Regions from separate parts of the Mus musculus genome. Here regions 2, 3 and 4 are each linked to region 1. Evidence: chromatin contacts called from public HiCAR-type and promoter capture Hi-C data. All regions are on one chromosome and are shown on one strand. Each heading gives the region's core, a stretch centred on a gene start, on an enhancer-like site or on the middle of the called end of the contact. The rest is flanking DNA. Distances are from core to core; before and after follow the strand shown. Region 1 holds the start of Fam71e1 (family with sequence similarity 71, member E1). Region 2 holds the start of Spty2d1 (SPT2 chromatin protein domain containing 1). Region 3 holds the start of Ldha (lactate dehydrogenase A). Region 4 holds the start of Hps5 (HPS5, biogenesis of lysosomal organelles complex 2 subunit 2).

The links. Promoter capture Hi-C pulls out the DNA fragments that hold promoters and counts their contacts. HiCAR-type assays count read pairs that join an accessible place to other places.
Region 2: a contact with region 1 is called in a HiCAR-type map of astrocytes, with 4 times the contacts expected there. The contact joins the promoter of Spty2d1 here to the promoter of Fam71e1 in region 1. A contact is called at or near these places in 1 of 39 promoter capture datasets (cranial neural crest), 1 of 115 datasets of contacts at active chromatin or transcription factors (astrocytes) and 1 of 9 other capture datasets (adipose tissue).
Region 3: a promoter capture Hi-C map of liver shows a contact between it and region 1, with 3 times the contacts expected there. The contact joins the promoter of Ldha here to the promoter of Fam71e1 in region 1. A contact is called at or near these places in 1 of 39 promoter capture datasets (liver) and 1 of 115 datasets of contacts at active chromatin or transcription factors (astrocytes).
Region 4: a promoter capture Hi-C map of pre-B cells shows a contact between it and region 1, with 2.2 times the contacts expected there. The contact joins the promoter of Hps5 here to the promoter of Fam71e1 in region 1. A contact is called at or near these places in 1 of 39 promoter capture datasets (pre-B cells) and 1 of 484 Hi-C or Micro-C datasets (CD4 T cells).

The regions. Positions count from the first base shown.
Region 1 is chr7:44,494,562-44,498,185 of GRCm38.p6, reverse strand. Fam71e1 (family with sequence similarity 71, member E1) reads right to left here and starts at 1,591. Exons shown (of 5, transcript NM_028169.2): 1 at 1,456-1,591; 2 at 1,153-1,271; 3 at 553-683. The coding sequence starts at 1,498. It overlaps Emc10 (ER membrane protein complex subunit 10), which reads left to right and starts at 1,768. Exons shown (of 7, transcript NM_197991.3): 1 at 1,768-1,930; 2 at 3,306-3,378. The coding sequence starts at 1,817.
Region 2 is chr7:47,006,323-47,009,946 of GRCm38.p6, reverse strand. It overlaps Spty2d1 (SPT2 chromatin protein domain containing 1), which reads left to right and starts at 1,533. Exons shown (of 6, transcript NM_175318.4): 1 at 1,533-1,872. The coding sequence starts at 1,813. It overlaps Gm32031 (predicted gene, 32031), which reads right to left and starts at 1,393. Exons shown (of 2, transcript NR_166573.1): 1 at 1,354-1,393; 2 at 939-1,223.
Region 3 is chr7:46,843,924-46,847,547 of GRCm38.p6, reverse strand. It overlaps Ldha (lactate dehydrogenase A), which reads right to left and starts at 1,744. Exons shown (of 8, transcript NM_010699.2): 1 at 1,631-1,744.
Region 4 is chr7:46,794,260-46,797,883 of GRCm38.p6, reverse strand. Hps5 (HPS5, biogenesis of lysosomal organelles complex 2 subunit 2) reads left to right here and starts at 2,003. Exons shown (of 23, transcript NM_001005247.2): 1 at 2,003-2,456. Gtf2h1 (general transcription factor II H, polypeptide 1) reads right to left here and starts at 1,790. Exons shown (of 15, transcript NM_008186.4): 1 at 1,596-1,790.

The sequences.
Region 1 (3,624 bases), core at 342-2,841:
TGCTCAAGTCTTGGGATGACAGGCCTGTACTATTAGGCTTGGCTTTTTTCTATTTTCTCCCTGTCTTTCGTGAACTGAGATAGGATGAGAAAGGATTCAGGTCTCCAAAAATACCACAGTATGTACATGTCCTGTAAGCGTGTACACGTTTCCTGCATGCAGCTGAGGCAGGGCAAGGCCTAGGCTGGGGGAAGGGGTGTTCTGTTCTATGTGAGGTTTGTACTTGGTGGTATTGATTTTCACAAGTTTTCAGGAAGAGGGGCAGAGTGGACAGTGGACTGTGGGACCCTGGGCCGTGGGCCCAGTCTTTGAGCTTTACTTTATCTCTCTGGGACAGAGTACCTGGAAAGCAGAAAGCACTGTGTAAACAGCCACCATCCTGACCCTGTGATGCCACTGAGGGCTGTCCTCCCTCATCTCGCCTGACTTCTGACCTCTGTGAAGTGCCCTGCCATTTTTCTTAGTGAAGAGGTTTGGTGGTGATCTTGGTCCCTGGGTGGCAAAATGGCGGCAGGGAGGTTGGAGGAAGTTGGGACTTAGAGGGGCAGTCACCCGAGGAGCTGCAGGTGTCCATTCTCCTTGTCAGGGCCGGCCAGCAGCAGCAGGTCTGGCAGCTCCAGGGCAGGACTAGAGGCTGCCACCCCCATGGTGACCTTGTTGGCGACTTCTCCAAACCGGGTCACCTGGGGCCAAAGGTTAAGAGGATCGATAGATGGAGAACAGAACTCAACAGGAATCTGATTGGGTCTTGGGGATCTTGACAGAGTGAAAGGTCATGAACTAGGGGAGATGAACAGTAGGTTAGGGATTGGGAATGTGGCTCAGAATATAAGCACACATGCCTAGAATCCCCCGGTGCAGGGCTAGGGTGTGACTAAGGGGTAGAGCTCCTGCTGAATAACGAGTGAAGCCCAGAGTACCAGCCATATTACCTCTAAAAAGGAAAAAAAAAAAAAAAAAAAGGCTTGTGGGCCAAAGATTTTAGGATTAAAGGACAAGAACCATATGTGTACAGTCAAGGAAACTGAGACAAAGGCTTCTGAAGACACAAAAAGCCCAGCGGGCTCAGAGGTGATGTGGATCACTTGGAAAGAACGACAAATGATGGGGGAGATCCGTACATCAACGGGTCGGAGGTCCGGGGCTCCACACCTGCACGAAGTTGCTTTCAAAGATGGGAAAGTCGCGCAGCTGGTCGAACTCGCCGCTCAGGAGGTGGCGTTGGAGGCGCCCAGGGCGGCACGGGGCGTAGGCTGGAGCCAGGGGGCGGTCTGCAGGGGCGAAGCGCGAGCATCCATCCCAGGATGCCAGGTACATGAACTCTGACCGAGGGCGCATGCGGGGCAGCGGCCTCCGCATTGCTGGTCCCATACCTTCCCCGGCTCCCTCTCTAGGGCCAACCCCTCCAGGCAGAAGTCCTTTTGTCACCTTCCATCCCCTCAGAACTGGTCTCACCTGCTCCGCCCCGAGCGGCCTTAAGATCTCGACCGCCCTTCATCGCCACGCCCCGGCCCTGGGGAGGAACGCCGAGTGAAGCCTGGGACAGACAGATAAAGGGTGGGGCCTAGAGCTTGTGACTTTACAATAGGGTGCCCGGCGTTCCGTGACGTCAACGACGTCACTTCTCTCCCAGGTGGTGTCACCGGGAACGTGAGCCCTAGAGACCCGGATGGAGAAATGGCCGCCCTGACTGCGGGAGCAGGCGGACGGGCGCTAGTGCGCAGGCGCGGCGTGCGGCGCAGGCGCGTGAGCCTCAGGATGAACCCTGTGTTTCCTAGCGGGCTGTATGGCTCTCGGTTTTTCTCAACGCTCCCGTATGGTGGCCGCGGGTGCCGGGGTGACCCGGCTGCTAGTGCTCTTGCTGATGGTAGCCGCGGCTCCTAGCAGAGCCCGAGGCAGCGGCTGCCGGGTCGGGGCCTCCGCGCGTGGGGTGAGTGCTAGTGGCCGGGGCGGGGCGGCCTCCTGTGGGCGCTAGATGGACCCCATCATGAATATTCATGAGAGGATGTGGTTTGCTCGGAACCTGAGCTGCGTGGAGTAGTGGTAGCTAGCCTCTCATCTCCGTGCTTGGGAGGCTGAGGCTGGAGGATCAAGGAGTTTGAGGCTAGCTTGGATTGCTTGAGATTGTCTCAAAAATACAAAAATGGGGGTGTGATGGTGCACGCTTTCAATACCCCTATTCGGGAGGCAGAGACAGGTGAATTTCTGAGTTCGAGGCCAGCCTAGGACAAAGGGAGTTCTAGGCCAACCAGGGCTACACAGTGAGACCCTGACTCAATAAGTAATTAATAAAGATATGGCAAGGAAGCAGTGCTCTAGTGCTAGGGTTGGAATCATGTTTCTGAATATGCACGAAGAAGTCAGGTCCTTCAGGAGCCAGAGTGCTGTAGGATGCCTGGCTAGGAGAAGCTTGAAATTAAGACATCTAAGGCTTAGGCCTGGGTGTGGGGTGCAAGGTCACCTTGGGCTACCTAAGGTCCTGTTTCAAAAAAACCCCAAAAATAGGGTGCTGGAGAAATGAGGGCCAAGAGAACTGACTGCTTTTCTGGAGTACCTGGGTTTGCTTTCTGGCACCTACCTAGAGGCTCACGACTGTCTGCTAACTTCAGTTTTTGGGGATTGCACATTCTCTTCTGGCACACCAGGTACCAGGCATGCACACAGGGCACATAGGTACATGCAGCAGATATCCATACACAAAATTAAAAAAAGAAAAATTACAAAGAAATTAAGCTGATGGTGGTGGTGCTCATGTGTAACCCCAAGCGCTCAGCAGACGTAGGCAGGAGGATCATCTCCGGTCTGGATCAGGGAGTGATTTAGTGGGACTCTGCTTCAGAACCGTGGGAAAGAAAGTGTGGATCTAGGATGTGCCAGAGAGAAGTGGGCTTCTTGCCAATGTGAATGGTCAGAGTATTAGCATGTGCAAAGGAAGTGAACTCGTGAATGAAAACCTGAATGACCTGGGGTGGGGGGCAGAGCAAGGTGGTATTTACCTGTAGTAGCAGCACGAAGAGGTGGAGGCAGAAGAATTGTGAATCAGAGGTTAGCTCGGGCTGTGCACTGAGACTCTCAAAACCAAAAAAACCAACAAAAAGATAACGACCCGGGCATTGGACATGAGAATAACAAGCTTTTAGAGTTTTCTTTGGGCTATGGAAATGGACTGTGTCATGAGAGGCAGTCCTGGGCAGAGCACCTGTGATTGGATGTGAGCATGCAGCTACGGCCTGTCCTTCAGCCTGTCCTTCTGCCCCGCCCAGAGCGTGAGTGGTTCTTACTTGGGGTCCTTGTCTCCCTTGCAGACCGGGGCCGATGGCCGTGAAGCTGAGGGCTGTGGCACCGTGGCTTTGCTGCTGGAGCATTCATTTGAGCTCGGTGAGATCAGTGTGTCTTCAGCCTTACGCCTGCCCTTTGGTGGCGAGGGCGGAAAGCACAGACAGGAGAGGACTTGTCTTTAGATGCCCCATGCCTGTGGCTTCAAGGTTTCAAGGGTTTAGTGCTTGTCAGTGTGCCCAAGGGCCTGGGTTGCATTTCTGCTAATGAAGATTATAAACATACACATATACATATATATGCATATGTAAATATATACACATGCACCACATGTACACTCCACACATA
Region 2 (3,624 bases), core at 284-2,783, 2.5 Mb before region 1:
GACTAATACAGATAGGGGTTCTGCCATTCCCTTACTCCTGACTGAATTACCACAAGCAGCGGCAGTAATTTAACATTAGCTACTGTGCATGTTCTCTCTCTCTCTCTCTCTCTCTCTCTCTCTCTGACACACACGCATGCGTGTGCGCGCGCACACACACACACACACACACACACACACGCACACACACATATACGCATGCTCATTACTACTATATAGTTACTGACAGTTTCATGGGTACACATTTACAGCAGCTCAGATGAGCTAATTTAACATGGAAGAGACATGCCCTGTTTAGTAGTGCACAACTAAGTTCTGGTATTCTATGGAGCCCTTACTAATATACAGGCAAAAACACTCACACACAAAAATGTATATACGTATGTATTAAAAAGCATCTATAAGTACAAAAAAAGTATCTATAAAAGGAATATTATGTTGAGTTAGGGGCGGGTTCTTAAGATATCTGAGGCTGAGGAAGAGAAAAATTTCTACACTGCCAGCCAGTGATGGTGCATGCCTTTAATCCTTGCACTTGGGAAGCAGAGGCGGGTGGAACTCTGTGAGTGTGAGGCTAGCCTAGTCAACAGAGTAATTTCAGTACAGCCAGAGCTACACAGACAAACCTTGTCTAGGAAAGGAAAGGAAAGGAAAGGAAAGGAAAGGAAAGGAAAGGAAAGGAAAGGAAAGGAAAGGAAATTTAAAATTCTAGGGGGAAGGCAGGCTTCATCTTGGTCTTTTACTCAGCCTGAAGTGGAGCCATTCCAATACAGGCGCTCACATCATCACAGAATAAGGTCTATTGTATACACTCACCCTTTCAGCTGTACAAAAAATAGTAAATAATGCAGCCACCCCCACAGTCCAGTTTAGGGGTATTTCCATCACACCAAACCGGTCCGTAGCCCATTCCCACCCCCAGACTCAGGTATACCTAGTTATTCACGTCTACTTTATTGAGTCGAAATGACCAAATTCAAGATAACGCAAAAGAAAGTCAGGCTAGACTCCCAATGAATGCACTATATTCTGCAGTGCGTCAGAGTCAAGTTCTGCTTGGCATGTGACGAAGGTCTTCGCTCTTTCCCTAGGTTTTTAAAAGAACATCAGGTGCCTCCAGGAGATAACTGGCGTCCCAGGGACAGGATTCTTGTGCGCATGCGTAGCTTCGGGGCTCCAGCGAAACGAAACCGAGATCCCTTGCTCCAGACCTGTCGCACCAGCTGTTGGAATACCGTCATTTGGAATCTGTACATCCACGCGTGACACCTACAGAGCCCAGCTCTAGAAGGGGGTCGGGTCTCTCTTCTTCTCCACCCCCCCCCCTCCCACCCCACCCTCCCCGGATCTCACACTGAAACCCTCTCTCGCCGCGAAGATCCTCGGGCTGACCGCTCTCCCCGCCCCCTTTAGCCACACCCCTAAACTGCCATTTTGCGTCTGATTGGCTAGTAAAAGCCTCAGTCCCACCCATTTGAGCCAACGCCAACGGCCACGTACCCGTTTTCCGTGTCTTATCTCCGAAAGCGGAAGTTGCGCAAATACTTGCGAGCGCTGCGGAGGCGCTGAGCGTGTGTGTGTGAGTGTGTGTGTGTATGTGTGTATACATACACACACATACTTCGTATTCGGCGGCAGCGCGGGGGCGGTACACGGCATTAGAAGGCGCCGGAAGTGTCGGTGTCGAGGGGCGGCGAGAGAAGGGCCACCAAGGCAAGCCAGTCAGTAGCGCTTAGGCTCAGCGAGAGGCAAGACTCGCATCCACCGCGTCCCGAGTCCCCGGCCCAGCCGGGCTTTTCTCTTCGGCCAGACATGGACTTCAGGGAAATCCTCTTGATCGCTTCCAAAGGACAAGGTGTCAACCACGTACCGGTGAGTCCCCGGGGTTGCTGTAGGAAACCCGGGCGTCAAGTTCGTGTGTGGTGGGTGGAACTTCTCGGGGAGCGTCTGTCGGCCTCGGGAAAGCCTGAACTACGCACGCCCTCTTCTGGAGTTTTAGCGGAGGTGTGGGTACACGGGAGCTGGGGATGGAAAAGGGAGCGCTTTCTTGGGGTCGCTTTCGCCAGCTCCTGTGCCCTGAAAAGTAGGCTTTGCGGCTTTCGGTGTTTTTAAGAGTTGCGCAAAGTCGGGGGGGATAAGCCGCGCCTGACTGAATACTGTGTAGCATTAGTAGCGCCTGGCGTCGAATAAACTTCAGCCCCTAAATTGAGGACCAGTATAGTCAGGAAACTCGGGGACTTTTAAGAACTTTAAGGACTTGTCCTGATAGCCTTTGGGTCTTTTAGCGGGTCGAATACGGATTTCCAGGTGAACGTTTTGTGATTTCTTGAAAGCGTTCTCCGGTTCGTGGCCCCACCCACTGAACCAAAGATGGTATCACCTGCCAAGGAGGTATCTTCTGTTGGAAAGAGTTCAGGGCTTTGCAGGAAATCCATAGCCAACTGTGAGGTGATCATGTGGGCTGCGGGTGTGCTGGTAGACCTTTTATTTGCCGTATGTCCCTTGGATCTATCGGTTCCCTGTGCGAACGGATTGGGCAAAGCCTTTTTCAGCTTTCATTTCCTAGTGGGCTTCCAGATTTTTAGGTTCCGTTTGCTCAGTAAATGTGTGAGTTTGATAGTATTTTCAGAGGTAAATACTGAAGTGGTCCCACATCTGCTTTCTGGGGTTATAGCTGTTTTGCATAAACTACTCATTTCTGGATCACCAGAAGGTACCCACAGAACAGCTGTAAACCGATATATCGCAATGTGATACCCGAGATTTAATCTGTGAAGTGTCCAACTTAAAAGAACCTTCTAGAGTCAATCAGTTGGAATTTGCGATCTCACTTGGATTCTGCATTTCCTAATTTTGTATGTTGCAGTATTTTTTCCTATCTTGTCACTTCCTGTCAAATCCAGCCTATTTTTTAACCCTTGAGTATATCTACCTAAATTAATGAGTAAACGTAGTTATATTTGTATGCATGCACACACACACACACACACACACACATATATGTCCCACCCTGATAATAATCACTCAATAAGATTCTGCTAAGCCACATCTCATCAGCCTTGCAGGTTTTGCTGTGGGCACAAGCCTTTATGCATTTGTACTTTATGCATTTGTAGATTATCTAGTCACATTACTGTTAGATATCATAATCATGTTTGCATAATTTGGTCTGTATTTTATCTTAAATTTTCTTGAATCTCGAGAAAAGTTTAAAAGAAAAACAAAAAAACAAAAACAGATACTAGCTTTAGTGCCCAAGAATTGTCTTGTGGAAGAATCAGAACCCAGATTTAGAAAGCCAATATCTGGTTGGGTGTAATGGCTCATACCTTTAATACCAGCACTCACAGAGGCAGGAGGATCTTGTGAGTCCAAAGCCAGCTTGGTCTACACCAGGACAGTCAGGGCTAAGGAGAGAGACCCTGTCTCAAAAAACTAAAAAAAAAGAAGGGAGAGAGAGAGAGAATGAGAATGAATGAATTAGAGAGAGAGAATGAGAATGAATGAATTAGAGAGAGAATGAGAATGAATGAATTAGAGAGAGAGAGAATGAGAATGAATGAATTACTAAAAGCCAAAGCTTCTGGGAAAAGGGCAGACAGATCATCCTAGAGCAGAAAAATT
Region 3 (3,624 bases), core at 495-2,994, 2.3 Mb before region 1:
ACCAAGTCCCTGTATTTAAAAAAAAAAAAAAAAAAACGCTGACTTTGCTACCTTTGGACTCCTTTTCCATTAAGTGACAATGTGACAAAGAACAGAAGTGGAAAACCAAGAATAGCCAGCGCCAGGGTGTGGTCTGGCTCTCACCAGGAAGGCTCTCACCTTGAAATGGAAAAATAATACCGAGGTCTCCGTGTACGTGTAGCCGCCTGAGGACTTACTCATCTTGATGAACCCCAAAAGGGGATGGTATCTCCTCTTATATGGTTAGAAAGCTGCCCTCCCGCTCTTCTCCCATCACCCAGAGCCCTACAGCAAGTAGAGCGCCAAGTTGCTCCAGGAAGTACCAAAAATCAAGAGCAGAGGGCGCCAATAACGGCCACAAGGTGCGACCCCAAGGCATAGCAACGTGCTTAAGCCTGCGCACGCGCAAGCTTCCTTCCTAACCCCCCCACCCCCGCAAGAACCCAAGTTGTATGACCAGCCCAGATCCAGAAGACTGGCAGGCGGGGGAAGGCAGTGCGCGTGCGCAATTTCAGAATCAGGTGTCATATATATAGGTCTAGCGACTGCTGGCCATGGATGAGACCTCTGGCAGGCAGTTCGGCGTCAAAGTTTGGCCCTTACTAGAGCCCAAAGCACAAGCGCGGTGAAGTGGAGCTGGCAGCCACCTTAGCCTGGTGCCAGAGTGAGATCTCAAATGCCACTAACAGGATTAGGGCCTTCACCCACCAGGGCGGGGCCTCATTACCCAGGATGTGGCCGCTAAGGGAAATTTCTTCAGTTCCAAAATGGGGATACAATTGCGGAGGGCCTGAGGCCTGGAGCCCACTCCCACCCCCGCGATGGCCACCTTTCCCAGCAAGCACCATGTCTATTTTTGAAATCGTTCCAAAGTGCAAAAGGACTGGACAAGATCTCTGGGCAAGCAGCCTAGGGCCATCAAGCAGGAATCCGGTCTCCTTACAACCGCTGCTATTTCTAGACAGCCTTGTGAGGTCTCTGCTGACTGGGGGCAGGGCGTGGGGCTCTTCCCTCAGAGAATCTACTTCACGCAAACCTCAAGTCTGTGCTCTATTAGGACAGGGTGCCTCTACTTCCCACCTACGACCCGATGGGTGTCGCAGGCCTCTCAGCTACAGGTTTCCTCCTTCCGTCTAGGGTGCAGAGGAAGGACTGCGACTCTTCCCGCTTCCTCTCCGCACGCAGCGCGCTTAGCACGATCCCCAGTCACACCAGGAGCGAGCCTCTTAACAAAATGCGTTTAGGGCAAGAGCGCCCTATAATCTGCAGGAAACAACCACTCCACCGAGCCCACGCAAAGGAAAATGCAAACCGCACGGCTGCTCCGAAGCACCCGCCCCGGACGTGCCAAGGCTTTTTCGGCCCCCATGGGCTCGAGTTACGGGAGCTCAAGTTTCGCACCGCTCCCTCGCCCCCGTTCGGTGGCTCCCAACCTTCAGGCCAGCCACCCCTTAGTCCTCTTTACACGGGTCTCGCCGCCCCAGGCTGGGTGGGGCCGCCTGCTCAGTTCCCCAAAGCACAGTAGCCCACGCGTGCCCAAATCTGAACACCCTGCACCTCCACCCCGGATAGGGACCCCCTGTGCCGGCAGCGTGGGGCCCAACCGTACCGCTAGTGCACGATGGGGGGGCGACTGGCGAGGAGAAGCAGCGTGGCCCGAGCTCGGCGACAGTGGCTCCAGCACGCAGAGCAGCACGCGGGCGGGGCCTTAAATGGAAGCTCCGCGCTGACGTCAGAGTGGGAGCCCAGCGGACGTGCGGGAACCCACGTGTAGGCTGGGCCGGGGGCGGGCGTCCAGCCGGGCTAGGCGCCACCGAGACCGGGGCGGCGCGCGCAGCACGATGTCCCTGCAAGAGTGGCTCCACGTGTGCTGCGACACCCCAAAGAAAGGCCAACCCGACATGCTCCTCAGCCTCAGAAGCAGGAGCCCGAAATGCATCGATCCTCCGCCTCCTTCACCGGAAAACTTGTGAGACTCAGAAAAAACCCTGGTCACTTTCTTCATTGCTGTTCCCGGCGCCGGGAACAACTCCTGGCAAGCAACAGGCCTTCAGTAAATATTGTGTGAAAGCACATGCCAGCACCGTGCCGGTCTATCCGCCATAGCAGCCTATCAGATGGGCCTTTCTCCTGCCCCACTTCCATCTCCCAAACCATGGGGGGAGGGGGGTGCGGCTCAGCTTCTGATGGCTTGCCAGCTTACATCCATATCTGCCCTCTCCCATGCCATCCCGCAGGCATTTGTGTTTAGCCTTACCAAGGAGTATCAGGGCCCTTGCTTGTTTTCACACACCCCCTCTGCCTTTAAACGTCTTTCTAGAGGTCTCATTAAGCTGTGAGGCCAGTTCCTGTTCCTCTCCCAGCTCCCGATCAACCGTATGTGAATCTTAAGGTACTCCACCACTGATAGGATGTGAAATGGAGTTTGCAACTGCTTTGATTTCCTTAGTGATGGGAAGAACTGTGACTTTCAACCCTGCTCACCCATCTCCCCGGAAGGGATGTGTTCACTGCAGATTAAGGTCTATTACAGTCTTGAGCAAGATTTGAACAAGCTGGTTGCAGGGTGCTGGATATGCAGGGATCATGTGAGAGGGAATGAAGCTCACAGCCCCCCCTTATTTTCGCTTGTCTGTATCCCTTGTGATCTCTTTTATAACAAACAACAGGCTAGGAGTGTGGCCAGGACAGGGACACTTGTCTTGCATACACCAAGGCCTGAGTCCCTCAGCAGAGCGCAAATTTAAAAAAATTAAAAAGTCAAACAGTTGGACCTGGAGAGATGGCTCTGCCATTAATATCACAAAAGCTTGTAACTCCAGATCCAGAGGTTCCAATACCCTCTTGACCTTCATAGAGTCTCTCTCCCCCTATATATAGTTAAAATTATTTTTTTAAAAAAGTCAGAACAAGAGAAATGAAATTTAACTTTTTAAAAGAAAAAAGTGAAGGTGAGTTCTAAGAGACACCAGAGCAAGTAGCAAGCAAGAGGAAGAGGAGAGCCTTGTGGATACCTCAGTGTAGAGTGGTGAGGGGGAAGCACAGGTGGAGATGTAGTAACTACTTGTGCTTATGGTCTTAGATTGGGGGCAGTCCCATGGGACTGAACTATTAACCTGTGGAATACAGTGCTCTAAGCAGAATGTAAACTGGGTTATCAGATGCCCAGGCCAGGTTCATCTGCTAGGAAATTGCTTTGTGCGGAAAACACACGTGTGGAAACCTCATGTGCACACAAGCTCCTTTGACCCCAGAAGGATTCTGGGAAGGGATACTGTTTCTTCCCTTCCCTTAGACCCATATACCCACAGAATGGAAACTCCCTCTTTTCATCACCCTATACTGTGGCCTGTGCACCCTTCAGGGACCCCCTCACAGGTAAGGAGTAGGACTCTGGACCCCATGCAGAACACAGATAGGCCTCCTTCCTCTCAGCAGCATTTGTGCAGCAGCATCACAAGGCCAGCTTCCAGAAAGACCCATACTTTGCACTTTCTTGGTTGCAAAGGGAAAATTCACCCCAGCTCCAGGAAAAATGGGACATCGGTTTAGCTCACTACAATGGTTTTCCAGATGCTGCTGGATGCCCAGGGACCACAAACA
Region 4 (3,624 bases), core at 754-3,253, 2.3 Mb before region 1:
AATTTTGGCTTAGTGGTTTTCAAAATGTTTTTAGGTGTCCTTAAAAACCAAAAAAAAAAAAAAAAAAAAGGGCCTGTGCCATGAACTCCCAGCTTCGATGTAGTTTTATGTTGGAATTCCAGGCATAAATTCATGGAAGAAATGTTTCATGTCTTTAAAATGTTTGAAAATCACTGGGGCTGGAGCAATGACTCAGCCATTAAGAGCACCGGCTACTCTCCCAAAGGACCCAAGGTTCAATTCTAGCACCCACATGGCCATTCACAACTATACTTCCAGTTCTAGGGGATCTGACACCACCATAGAAACCCACAGGTAGACAGAACACCAATATACAGTAGTAAAATCAACCAACTTAAAAAAAAAAGGAAATCACAAGTCTAGGGTTAGGTGTGGTAGTGTACACCTTTAATCTTACCATTCAAGAATCAGAGGCAATCGATCCCTGTGAGTTCAAGGCCAGTCAGGGCTGTTATACAGAGAAAACCTGTGTGGGAAATGGAGGGTCAGGAGAGGAAGGAAAGGAAGTCACAAGGCTAGATATTGAGAATATTGATTGGAGCCAAGCCCTTAGTGTGCTTCAAGCCAGTTTTCTGTACCCAGGCCTGCATGCTTACCAAGCAATTTACATTGGGCTCTACCTACAGTCCTGTTTTTTTTTTTTGCCAGTTCTGGAAATGAAACCCAGGATCTTACAGGTGCCTAGCAAGAACTCTTAGCTTTAAGCTGCATTCCTAACTCAGAAACCTGTTTTACCATATTTTAAACTGGTGTCTTTAAATGGACAACATCAAAAGACAGAAAGCCAAACCAACCAAACAAAAGCCAACAACGAAGAACAAAAACAAGCAAACAAAAATCCCAAATTAAACTGTGTATACGTTGAGGACACAACTTCCGGAGATCGGTTCTCCCTCCACCACGTGGGTCCCAGAGATGGAACTCAGGTTTGGCAGCAAGCACCTTTACCAGTTGAGCCATTTCACTGTAGCCCTGGGCATACGTTTTAACATCTTTTCCCCACCCTTGTTTTGCAGATGGTAAAATAGACATGTGAGGTCAACTTCACATGAATTTAGTTTCTAAGAACACTGGAGAATTTATAAAAATAATCACATACTTCCATGTATTGATGGTTCACTTTACACTACATGACTGTCAAACTGGTCATAGCTAGAACTGGGTGCGTGGCTCAAGTTTTAATAACAGTTTGAAGAGCAGGATGACAGGTGGAAGCAAGAAGGCACGAGGACACCAAGGTTAGAGGACTTCTTTAACAGGAAAAGAAAGCCTCTCCCGGGCAGGCTCCCTAACGGGAAGGGCCTCGGTGTCTCGGAGAAGCCTCACTTCCTTCGTTCTCAGGTGAGTCTGATCCTTCCAGTCCCTCCCAGCGGAAGAACCTAATGCCTTCGGGCAGTAGATTAAGGGTCAGGGCACCTCCTTCCCATTCCGGGAGAAGAAAGGCAAACCACACAGCCAGCCTGTAGTGTCGTGGAGACGACTACAGCGAAGGGCTCGATCCGCCTGGCCCCGCGCCCCCGGGGCCTGTCAGACCCTCCACGCCCGCCCAACCCCATTCTTCGGTCTCAACTTACCAGGTGGGAGCTACGGTCTCTGGTCTGGGGCGCGGGAAGCGCGTCCCGTCGGATCTGCCTCCGCCGCGCTTCTCACAGCCGCTGCACGGAGGAGGCTGAACCCCTGCGGCCGCAGCCGTCGCCACCGCCTCTGTTGCCGGGGGGTCTCGCCTCCATCGCTGGCTGCGAGGGCGCTGAGGGCACGTGACCGGAAACGCCGGGGCGGGCCTCCGGAGCACGTGACCACCACCGCGGCCGCCATGACACCTTCCGCTAGCTCCCGCCCTCCCCCACCGATTCCCGCCTGTTTCGCTTCTCCTCCTCCGGTCTCGAGCGGCGGAGAGTTTCGGGGATTCGGCTTGGCTCGCCTTTCTCCCTAGAGAGCATCCGGTCCGGCTCCGTGGTGCGTCGTCGGCCCGAGGCGGCTCCCAGACTGCAGGCCGCAGGGAGCGGAATCGCGACCCGCGGCTGGAGGGGGAGGGAGCACGCGCGGGGAGGGGCGTGATCGTCACGTGACGAGGAAGTGCCGTTAACAGCGCTTTCCTCCGGTCCCTGGCGCCCCTGGATGACGTTGCCAGGGAGGGGGCGGGGTGACAGGGTGTGTGAGGTTCAGGTTCCGCTGTCAAGGGGTGTTGAGTGTCTGTGGAGCCTGCTCGGTGAAAGCGATCGCTGGTCTCTGGGGGGGGCGGAACTCGGCCCGCTAGTCAGCCTGAGGTTCTGTGAACCTGGCTTGGAAAACCTGCTTCCTGGACTTCTCCAGAGTGACAGCTGCGGTTTAAAGTCATAAAAGTTAGCTGTGATTGACGGGAGCTCCTTGTGGTCAGGGACTTGGTCTGCTGCGCATCCTTCATCTCCAGCAGCGCCTCCAGGGCCTAGAACACGGTAGGCACTTAGAACGTTGAATGAATGAATGCATGCAAGCATGAGCGAGTCGTTAAGTTTTCTGAGGTAGAGTTTCCTGATCATTATTGGATAAGGAAGTTCCTATTGTGGAAATAAAGTCTATTAACTCCCCTTTGCATAATTTCTTCAATCGTTGTTACTTTGCGTCTTTCGAGCCTTTCCTTCCACGCACCTTGTGGGATTAGATACACCATGGTTTGCTTTGGCTTTGTGAGCAGCAATCACTGTCTACCACTCTTGAATTATAAAAATAATCTTGGGAAGTGAGAAAGATGTTTCGATCTCACATAAATTCTACTTTCATTTATTATTGGGGGAGAAGGTGGCATGGCACCGCAGTTTTTTTGTTTGTTTGTTTTGTTTCTGTTTTTTTTGTTTGTTTGTTTTGTTTCTGTTTTTTTGTTTTGTTTTGTTTTGTTTTCTCGAGACAGGGTTTCTCTGTGTAGCCCCGGCTGTCCTGGGACTCACTCTATATACTTGACTGGCCTGGAACTCAGAAATCTGCCTGTCTCTGCCTCCCAAGTGCTGGAATTAAAGGTGTGCTCCACCACTGCCCGGTTGACACCTCAGCTTTTTGTAATTGGTTCTCTCCTATCTTTCTGTGAGTTCTTGGGCCCCTGGGATCACCAAGCATAGCAATAAACCATTTCTTGGGCCCTCCTCTTCCTCCTCCACGTTTGCCTTTATCATTATTATTATTATTATTATTTTTAGCATTGTGACCCTTGGGAAAGCCAACCTTTTAAAAAGATGGTAGATGTTCACTGATTTGCCATCTTCTAAGAAGCTAGCATTTTAAAGTTTTTTCTTCCTAGTAGCACACAGAGGTAATGTTTAAGCTCAGTTTTTTAGAAAACTTATTGGTTGAGAATATTTAATGAACCGCATAATTAAGGCTCCAGAAATTCACATTTATGGACAGAAGAAGGAAGGGAAGAGTTCAGGATAGCTGAATAATAGGGTAAGATGGGAGAGGAAGCTTAGAAAAGAAGAGATGAGATCACATTTGCTTTTAACGAGTACTAGCTAGAAGTCAGTTTTAAGTCTCCTCTATTCAGAATGTCAAGAGAGAGGTTTCTTCTTCCCACAGATTTCCTGGGTAGTAGGAAGGCTTGACTTTCACTGACTTATCACTCCTTACTTTAAC